2 separate regions of the Rattus norvegicus genome follow, and region 1 is linked to region 2. A link is a contact called in public Hi-C data. All regions are on one chromosome and are shown on one strand. Each heading gives the region's core, a stretch centred on a gene start, on an enhancer-like site or on the middle of the called end of the contact. The rest is flanking DNA. Distances are from core to core; before and after follow the strand shown. Region 1 has its middle 26 kb from the start of Plcg2. Region 2 overlaps Cmip (c-Maf-inducing protein).

Region 1 (4,617 bases), core at 118-2,617, 66 kb before region 2:
GGGAGGACTCCATGTTAGTCTGCTTCTTGCTTTCAGGATACTTTGGAAAATTCTGGAGACTCCCAGAGAACTTTTCAGAAATGAATTCTCCTGAGCTCTGCCCCAGGGGAAGATCCTAGCCTGAAAGCCTGAAGCTCAGTTCTGCCTCACTACCCTGTCAGCTGTGCAACTCTCAGCCAGTGGCTGCCCCTCTCTGGGCCTCTTTCTACCTCTTGAATATGGACTAGTGGCCCTCAGGTCATGGGTCCTCTCTAGGGAAAAACAGAGGGGAATTATAGCCTTGGTTGTGATGAGCCCCAAACTGTCTGGAATCCAGCAGCACCCCCGAGTGCTAAAATAATTGGAGGTCTCCCTTTCCCAGTCTAACCCTAAAAGCTGTTACCACAGGACATTTAGACTAAATGGTACGCTTTCTCCACTGCTGGGCAGTACCACACAGCATCTTGAGGCAGTGCCTCACCCCCTCCAGGCCCCACCAAGTTCTGCCCTAACTTTCACTTCCCTGTCTGTGGTCTCTGCACCGGTCTGGTACACATTCTTATCTAAACAGGCACCCAAAACTCACCAGGGCACTGGCTGTCAGTCAGGGTGACTGTGACCCCTAGGTAAGCTTCCTAGAGCCAAGTAAGTAAAAACACCTGATCTTTGGGACACAGTGACACAAAAAGCCATGAGCTGTTTATCTGCAGTTAAATGAAATGGGCAGACCATGTCAGCTCTATGCCTAGGGACATCTCCCTGTCTGGAGACATATCTATCCCAACTGAAGATGCTTCTGGAGACAGATGGCATCAAGTGGGGAGGGGCTCCCTTGGCAGAGAACAACCCAGGCATAGGTGGCAGGAATGATGAGACTACAGGACCCCGTGACTAAACAAACCACAGCATTCTCAGGACCACATCCAAAGGCACGGTGGTCAAGTCGGGGAAACCAAGGCAAGGGTGCCGTGTCTCCGTTTGTTGCAGTCTCGTGCTGTGATTTCTCCCTGCTAAAGTCAACACGGAGCTGTGTAGAGAGTATCCAGGAAAAGAAGGAGCAGGAAAAGAAGGGTGGAGCCCTCCAGTGTCCCCGGGTACCTCACACCACCACCAGCACTGGACACTACCTGATGTGCTAGACTGTTACCGATAACGCCACCAGGGGGCAGCAGAGACTGGGAAGTGGCTGCAGGCTCCTCCCTCCCCAACTCCTGATCTAGGAAGGCACCAGGCTTGTAAGCTGCCGGGGCACAGGAGTCGGGGGCACACGACACTGGGAGTGGGATTCTATTTCCTAAACAGGGCTGAAAAACACAGGTTCAAGGTTCTGGGGTGTCTTTTGACACCATTTGTGTAGCAGTGACCCGAGGGCTGTAAGCTAAAAATCTACACACACATGTGATATATACAAGGTGGTGAAAGGAAAGAGGTTCTGATGTGTGTATAGGTGATGGGAACTGAGGAGGGCTCACTACCTTCCTCTTGATTTACTTGTGAGTCTAAGGCTGCCAAGACAAGAGAACCTGGCTTTTGATGAAGGGGACTGTGGTCAAGCCTGATGACCTGAGTTTGGTCCCTGGGACCCACATGGTAGGAAAAAACCCAACTCCCATAAATTGTCCTCTACGAACTCAAGTCTCTCTCTCTCTCTCTCTCTCTCTCTCTCTCTCTCTCTCTCTATCTCTATCTCTATCTCTATCTCTCTCTAAAAACACACACACATACACACACACTCAAAAGAAAGAAAGAAAGAAAGAAAGAAAGAAAGAAAGAAAGAAAGAAAGAAGGAAAAGTATGCACCTTTAATCCCAGCACTCAGGAGACAGAGGTAGGCAGATCTCTGAGTTTGAGGACAGCCTGATCTACAGAGAGAGTTCCAGGACAGCCAGGACTACACAGAGAAACCCTTTCTTAAAAACAAACAAACAAACAAACAAACAAAAAAGCAAACAAAATTACAGAGCATAACTAGTAAGAGTTTTGTTTTCTTTGTTGTTTGTTTGTTGTGCTGTTTTTGGTTTGGTTTTTGACACAGGGTTTCTCTGTGTAGCCTACCCAGTTAGGGGCTTGCTTTTCAAATGGTCCGGTGGATGGAAACCCGGGCCTTCTGTCTGTTAGGCATGTGCTCTTGGTCGAGGGAGTGCTATTTCCTCAGTCAAAGTGGATCCATTGCTTACATTCTTTATTTGTTTTTGTTTGTTTGTTTGTTTTGTTGTTGTTGTTTTTGTTTTTTCAGAGCTGAGGACCGAACCCAGGGCCTTGTGCTTGCTAGGCAAGCGCTCTACCACTGAGCTAAATCCCCAACCCCCATTGCTTACATTCTTAGGGACACTTTAAAAGCCAATTTATATAAAACACAATTAAAGAGTTCCCAGGCAATCACAAGGTCCTGACTTCAAAATATAAAACTGAGAAAGAACAAGGAAGGATAAATAAAGCAATGAGCTGACAATGGATGGACACGTGAGCCCAGTGTAGGCTGTGGGCCTGTGAGATGGCTCAGCATGTCAGGGTGCTTACAACCAAGCTTACAACCTAAGCTTAGTCCCTCGGACCCTCATGGCAGAAGAGAACAAACTTCCAGACATTGTCCTTTAACCTCCACTTGTACACTGTGGGGCACGTGTACCTGCACACACACAGACACAATTACTTATGTCTACACAAAACACAATAAACGATTTTAAGTTGGGTATATATAGACAGTGGAATATTATACAGCCCCAAAAGGATGGCAGTGATGACCCACACTGCGATAAGGGTGGCCCTGGAAGACGTGTTCAATGAGATAAGCCAGACATAAAGGACATACATTGTTTGAATCCACTTATCCAAGATCCACAGAGTACCTAAACGGAGCAGTTAGAGACTCACATCAGAAAGACATTGTCAGGCACTGAGAGGGGTGATCAAAGGGAGAAGTTAGCAACCCGTATGTAGGAAAAAATGACTCAAACAGGGGCTATGGGTGGAGCTCAGGGCTCCACCTGGTACACACAAGAAGGTTAAAATGAAACATTTAGGATATACTAATTTATATTATATTTAGTGGCTCGGGAACGGGTGGGTGCGGGGCATGCACATTCCATAGCACACATGTGAAGGTCAAAGGATAACTTGTGGGAGTTGCTTTTCTTCCTCCACCACGTGGGTCTTGGAGATTCAACTCAAATCACCAGGACAGTGACAAGTGGCCTCAGCTGGTGAGCTATCTCATTGCCTGGTGCTTGCGAACCACATGCAAACAGAAACAAAATGTATTTCCACAAGCAACAATGTTTCACATCTCCTGCTCAGGTAATTTAAAATGTTTGAGGGGCTGCTTTCCCATGCAGCCAAGGACCAGAGCTAATTCCCACCTCGTCTCAGGTGTTGATGCCCTGGGCAAGTAGCTAGTACCTCCATGGACTGACCTGCAGACACTGTGCCTTCAAGAGGCAGAAGTGAACTCCCACCAGGCTGTCCCTGCCTCACCGGAGAGAAATGTGTTCATCGGGTCCTGAGCAGGGAGAGGTAGCTGTGGCCAAAACGCCCATGTGCAGGAAGCTAGAGAGCTGGTAGCTGCAGAAAGTCACACCGATTTAAGGGCAGAAACAGATCCTACTGGAAAGGGGGGACCCTTGAGACACTGCAGGAGTTTGGAGAATGTGAAGTGGAGGACTGGGGTCAGGAATCCAACCCTTACCTTGTCTCTCTTCCACACAGATTGTCAAAAGCTCACACCTGGGCCAGCATCAGAACAGCATCCAGAAAAGACCACGGTGACCAACCAGGGTCAAGAGTGACAGCAACATGAATGACATCGTGCCCTTTATCTGCCCTCACGGCCACGCTGGGGAAGAAATAGTGGGGAACAGGGAAGGAGTGAGCAACTGGCCTTCTTCAGCAGTTATTAAGAAACTAGAGGGGGGGGGTTGGGGATTTAGCTCAATGGTAGAGCGCTTGCCTTGGAAGCACAAGGCCCTGGGTTCGGTCCCCAGCTCAAAAAAAAAAAAAAAAAAAAAAAAAAAAAAAAAAAACTAGAGGAGGCTGGAGAGATGGCTCAGCGGTTAAGAGCACTGACTGCTCTTCCAGAGGTCCTGAGTTCAAATCCCAGCAACCACATGATGGCTCACTACCATCTGTAATGGGGTCCGATGCCCTCTTCTGGTGTGTCTGAAGACAGCAGTGTACTTATATTTAATAAATAAATAAATCTTAAAAGAAAGAAAAACTAGAACTAGGTACTTTGTGAATGAACCCAGGGCTTTAGCCCTAGCCCAGTTCTCTTTGCCCTTGGTTGGTCACCTCTAAAGGAGGATGCTGCAAGGATACACAGAGTCTACACTGCAGCCTCTAAGATGACAATCTCTGGATCCCAAAGTCAGACAGCCAGGTTTCTGTCTCACAGAGTTTCCCATCCTTCTACCCCAGAAGCCAATGCAAGAAAGCAGCCACATCTGAGCCCCAGGGGTGGGCAGGCAGGGAGCCCTCCTGGGCCTGGTACCCTGACTCCTCGAAGGGCTGTGCTCCAGGCTGAGCTGAAGCCTGTGGGCCTCAGCCTACTCTTTCTGCTCTCCTCAGCCTTCCCAGCCTGATATGTGTGTGTGTGTGTGTGTGTGTGTGTGTGTGTGTGTGTGTGTGTGTGTGTGTGTATGT
Region 2 (4,511 bases), core at 959-3,458:
GGCTGAGCCAGGGAAATGCTTGCCGGGCAAGCATGAAGACCTGAGTTCGAATCCCTAGCACCCACGTAGAAAAGCTAAGGGTGGCAGTATGCAGCGCTGGGGAGGTGAAGCCAGGAGGGTCCTTCCGGCTCAATGGCGAGCTAGTCTTAGCTGAGTCACCGAGCTCCAGCCACAGTGAAAGAACCCGTCTCAAACACACGGAAAGTAACTAAGGGAGACACCAAACTCTGACTGACCTGTGGGTCACACCCCCCTTGGGAGTCAAACAAACCTTTTCACAGGGGGTCATATATCAGATATCCTGCAATCCGATGTTTACATTAGGACTCACAATAGTAGCAAAATTACAATTAGGCAGTAGCAATGAAATAATTCTATGACTGGGGGCAGGGGTTTGGGGGTCCCCACAGTAAAAGGGGTGCAGCATTAGGAAGGTTGAGAACCACTATCATTGAGACAGAGAGGAAGGGAGTTAGAGGCAAACAGGACCTATCTTCAGTGCCTGCGCAAACCAGCTTCAGAGACCAGTTCCTTGTCTTCAGTGACCTGGCCTTGGTACTGACTGATCCCCACCCCCCCATGCCCCCTTGGCGCTGAGGGATGACTATTGTATAACCAGGATACCTGATTTCAGAGACAGTGTTCAGACACGACGCCAAGGCTGTGACAAGGGCTAACATTCACCTAACACCGGGTAGGAGAAGGCACATGGTTTGCTAGGCGCTCTGAGCATTGTTGTAAAACCCTGGGTGCTGGAGTCTTAGCCCAAGGTTAGACTACCCTGCAAGCAGCCACTCAGCCACCGGACTGAGTTCAAGTAACATCTGACTGGCAGATCAATGAAAAGAAACAGCGGGCAGAGTGAGGAAGAGACGGGGAGACCCCTCTTCTCGTTGGCCATCTGAAGGCAAGACAGTTCTCCGACAGCTCTACTGGAGTCACCCGGGGAAGTTCAGCCAGGGTTCTCACTCTTGTTTCATCTGCTCTGAACGGCCACAGTCTGATCTAGAGGCATGGGTTGAACAAGAGCCACCCGTGTTCCTACCGGCATGTGGGGGACACAGGCTTCATTAAGTTGGGCTAAGTGACCTTGAATAAATTATTCCAGACCATCTATCTACCCAGCCAAACCGATTATGCTCATCTCTGTACATTAAAAACAAATTGAAAAAAAATTTTAAAGAAACCGAAAACTTGAAGACCTTGTCGGGTACAGGGGATGAGATGGGTGAGCAGCCAATAGGCAGCACCTTCTACCCTGATGTTATGGAAACCTGACAGTGCCATCTATGTGGGCAGCAGTAAGTCACTTCTCAAGGACTCCTCACAGCTGGCTTGAGGATGTTCTCAAGGCCATAAGCATTCGGGACACTACTCCACGGTGCCCATGGTGAGCAGCCTGCAAAGGCAAATGGTGCCAGGAGTGGGGTGGAGTGGCCACAGCAGCTGCTGCAGGACTGTTGGGATCTTGATGCACAACACAGCCCCAGCCAGGAGGGGGAAATAACCAGGCTAAAGCTAGGCAGTCATGAAGCTCTAAAGGGCTCACTCCTTCTGTCATGTCCCTCAGGACCAGTGGTGTCAAGGACGCTCGGTGGCAGGTAAGGGCCAGGAATAAACCCATGGGCTGGACACCAGTGACTAGCAGGTGAGACATAGGAGAGGAGTTGGGTGGGGCAGAACATCCAGGGTTCCAGGTCCTTAGCCACACCCCAGGTGACACGTTAGCATCATCCCAGGAACTCTGAAGAGCTCAGCAGGCAATGAGTCACCAATGGGGCTAAGATGAAGCCACTTCTAGAATCCTAGCTCTCTGGAGGTGACACAGTCTTCCCATTGAGCCTGTCCTGCCAGAAACCACGAGTGGCTTCTGTCCAATGTGTGCCTCATGGGCCACTGGAGTCCTTGACCTGAGCTGGGGAAGAGGGGACAGGGGTCCTGGAGCTGTCTTGTGGCCGGACACATGACTGATGTTAGAAGATCTGATAATGACATAGTGTGGGACCAGCAACATGCGGCCTGTGTTCAAACCCGGCTGTTTGTACACAATGACACCCCATCCCCCAAAAGGGGGTTTTCTAAGAGTTGTAAAATTCAAAGCAAACAGAACATGCAACAGAAATTTGAGCGAGTGGGGCTCTTAGAGCCCCAAAGAGCTGCCATCTGGCCCTTCATCAACTGTGCTGTGCCAAGCCGTGGCTCATGACTCAGATCCCAGTTTGGGAGAAGACACGTGAAAAGACGCTCACAGCTGCCAACATGGGGCAGGGCGGGGCGGGGCGGGGCGGGGCGGGGCGGGGCGGGGCGGATATACTCAAGGTCATCCTTGAATGTGTAAGAGTTCAAACCCAGCCTGAACTACCAGAGCCTGTGTTTCAAAAAACAAAACAAAAACAAAAAACAAAAAAGCAAAACAAACAAAGATGGGGGTGGGAGTGATGATTCTCCATTACAAGCTACTTTGGAAATACACAGTTCAATGGTACAGAAATACCTCTGGGATGGCTGGGATGGAAAAGACAAACAATACTAAGTGTCGGTGAGGATGTGGTTGAACTAATCCTAGCGCACTGCTCTTGGGTGGGGGGTGGGAGTGGGGATGGGGGTGGGGATTAAAAATGGACAGTTATGGGCTGGAGAGATGGCTCAGTGGTTAAGAGCAGTCACTGCTCTTCCAGAGGCCCTGAGTTCAATTCCCAGCCACCACACGGTAGCTCGCAACCATCTGTAATGAGATCCGATGTCCTCTTCTGGTGTGTCTGAGGACAGCTACAGTGTACTTGTATAATAAATAAATTAATCTTTTTTTTAATGGACCGTTACATAGCAAAATCACTCAACAGCCCCTCCTTCCCATCCTCTTGTCCTGGGGCTCAAACCCAGCAGGAGTTCCTACCACTGAGCTGTGGCTCTGTCTGTCTGACAGAAAAATGCTAAGCGCGCATTCACAGCATAGCTCAGTAATTGTTTTTAACACCCTCCCTGCTCCCAAAAGAAAAGCCAAGTCTCACAGAGGCAAATCCGTGAGTTTCCCCCAAGACAAGGTCAATCGCTTTCAAGGAAGGAGCTCATGGCTGAACAGGATGTGCAGAGCCAAGTACTGGGGGAAAAAAAAAGAGTGAACGTATCTTGTGCCACTGTGCCTCGTGACCGAAGTCAGATATAAGGCACAAACTGTAGGATTCCTTTTATGTGAAATTCCTAGAAAAAAAAGTCCAATTACAGACAGAAAGTGAAGCAGCCAGTGCTGGGGCTGCAAAGGGGAAGCGGGGATTCACAAAGGGCATCTTTAGGGGGGTAGCCATGTCCTGAAACCAGACTGGGGTAACAGCTGCTCAAGCCTGTAAGTTTACTAAAATCATCGAGTAGTACACTTACGATGGCTAAACTTTAATGACATGTAACTTATACCTCAAACGAGCTCTTTTAAAATATATAAAATGCCTTCCTAGGAAGACAGCGGCAGACAAAGCCACAAGCAGCATGACCTGTTAAGAATATGGGTTTTTCAATAAGCAGACTTCATTTCAAATCTCAGTTCTGTTTCTATCATCTCCCCATCCACCTGACCATCAGCTCTTTTTTTTAAAGAAAAATATGTATTTATTCTTATTTCATGTACCTTGGTGTTCTGCATGCTTGTGTTTGTATGTGAGAGGGAATCCCCTGGAACTGGAGCTACAGTTGTGAGCTACCATGTGGGTGCTAGGATTTGAAGCCAGGTCCTTTGGAAGAACATCTGGTGCTCTTAACCACTGAGCCATCTCTCTAGTCCTTGACCATCAGCTGTTCATGCACCCATCCATCCATCCATCCATCCATCCATCCATCCATCTATCCATCCATCCACCCATCTTCCTGTCTCCCATCTACTCACCCATTTACCTCCATTTATCTACCCATTCCTCTACTCGCCCATCCATATTCATCCACCCATTTCCCTACTCATTCACCAATCCATCTCCCACCCACTAATCTAACCAGTCTTTCACCCAAGAGTTTATCCACTCATCATCCATCTGGTCCTCACCCATCCGCTTTCTGGTTTATCCATCCTTCACCCATCTCTTCACTGCCCGTCTGCCACTCACCTACCGCCCACGTACTCACCACGCACCTAACTAAGACCACGTGAAGCCTTCTACTCTAACGCGCCCGGTATTACGCTGTAAGCCCTGAGGAGACTGTGGAAAGAAGGGCAGACGGGCCCTGGGATTTAGTCTATTGTTTGTAGTCCTTCATCTGCACAGCAATAAAAGAATAACTACTACCAAGGATTTGCTGTGCTGCCCGCGAAACGACAGGCGTGAGGCGTCTCATCTACTTCCTGACTACACAACTGTGGATAACATCACCTACCCAATCCTAGGAGGGAGTGGTCCAGAGCAGGCAAGACTAAGAAAGGCTCCCAGCATCTGTGGCAAAGCCGAACCAGCCAACAATAAACAGAACCAGCAGGCAGAGTCTCCTGTTTCCCCTCTGGCAGAGCCAGTCAACTCCACGGCTGTCCT

What was found. Hi-C and Micro-C count contacts between places; a contact is called where the count stands out from the background.
Region 1: a Hi-C map of psoas muscle shows a contact between it and region 2, with 6 times the contacts expected there. The contact joins two enhancer-like sites. A contact is called at or near these places in 2 of 12 Hi-C or Micro-C datasets (hepatocytes and psoas muscle).

Annotation. Positions count from the first base shown.
Region 1 is chr19:62,427,846-62,432,462 of GRCr8, reverse strand. No RefSeq gene overlaps it. Among named protein-coding and RNA genes, the nearest start is that of Plcg2, 26 kb to the left of the region's middle. Within about 2 kb of position 1,367, at least 5 of the 93 cell types and tissues checked have an H3K27ac peak or open chromatin away from gene starts, as enhancers often do.
Region 2 is chr19:62,362,453-62,366,963 of GRCr8, reverse strand. The region is part of intron 3 of Cmip (c-Maf-inducing protein); the gene reads right to left. Among named protein-coding and RNA genes, the nearest start is that of Plcg2, 91 kb to the left of the region's middle. Within about 2 kb of position 2,208, at least 7 of the 93 cell types and tissues checked have an H3K27ac peak or open chromatin away from gene starts, as enhancers often do.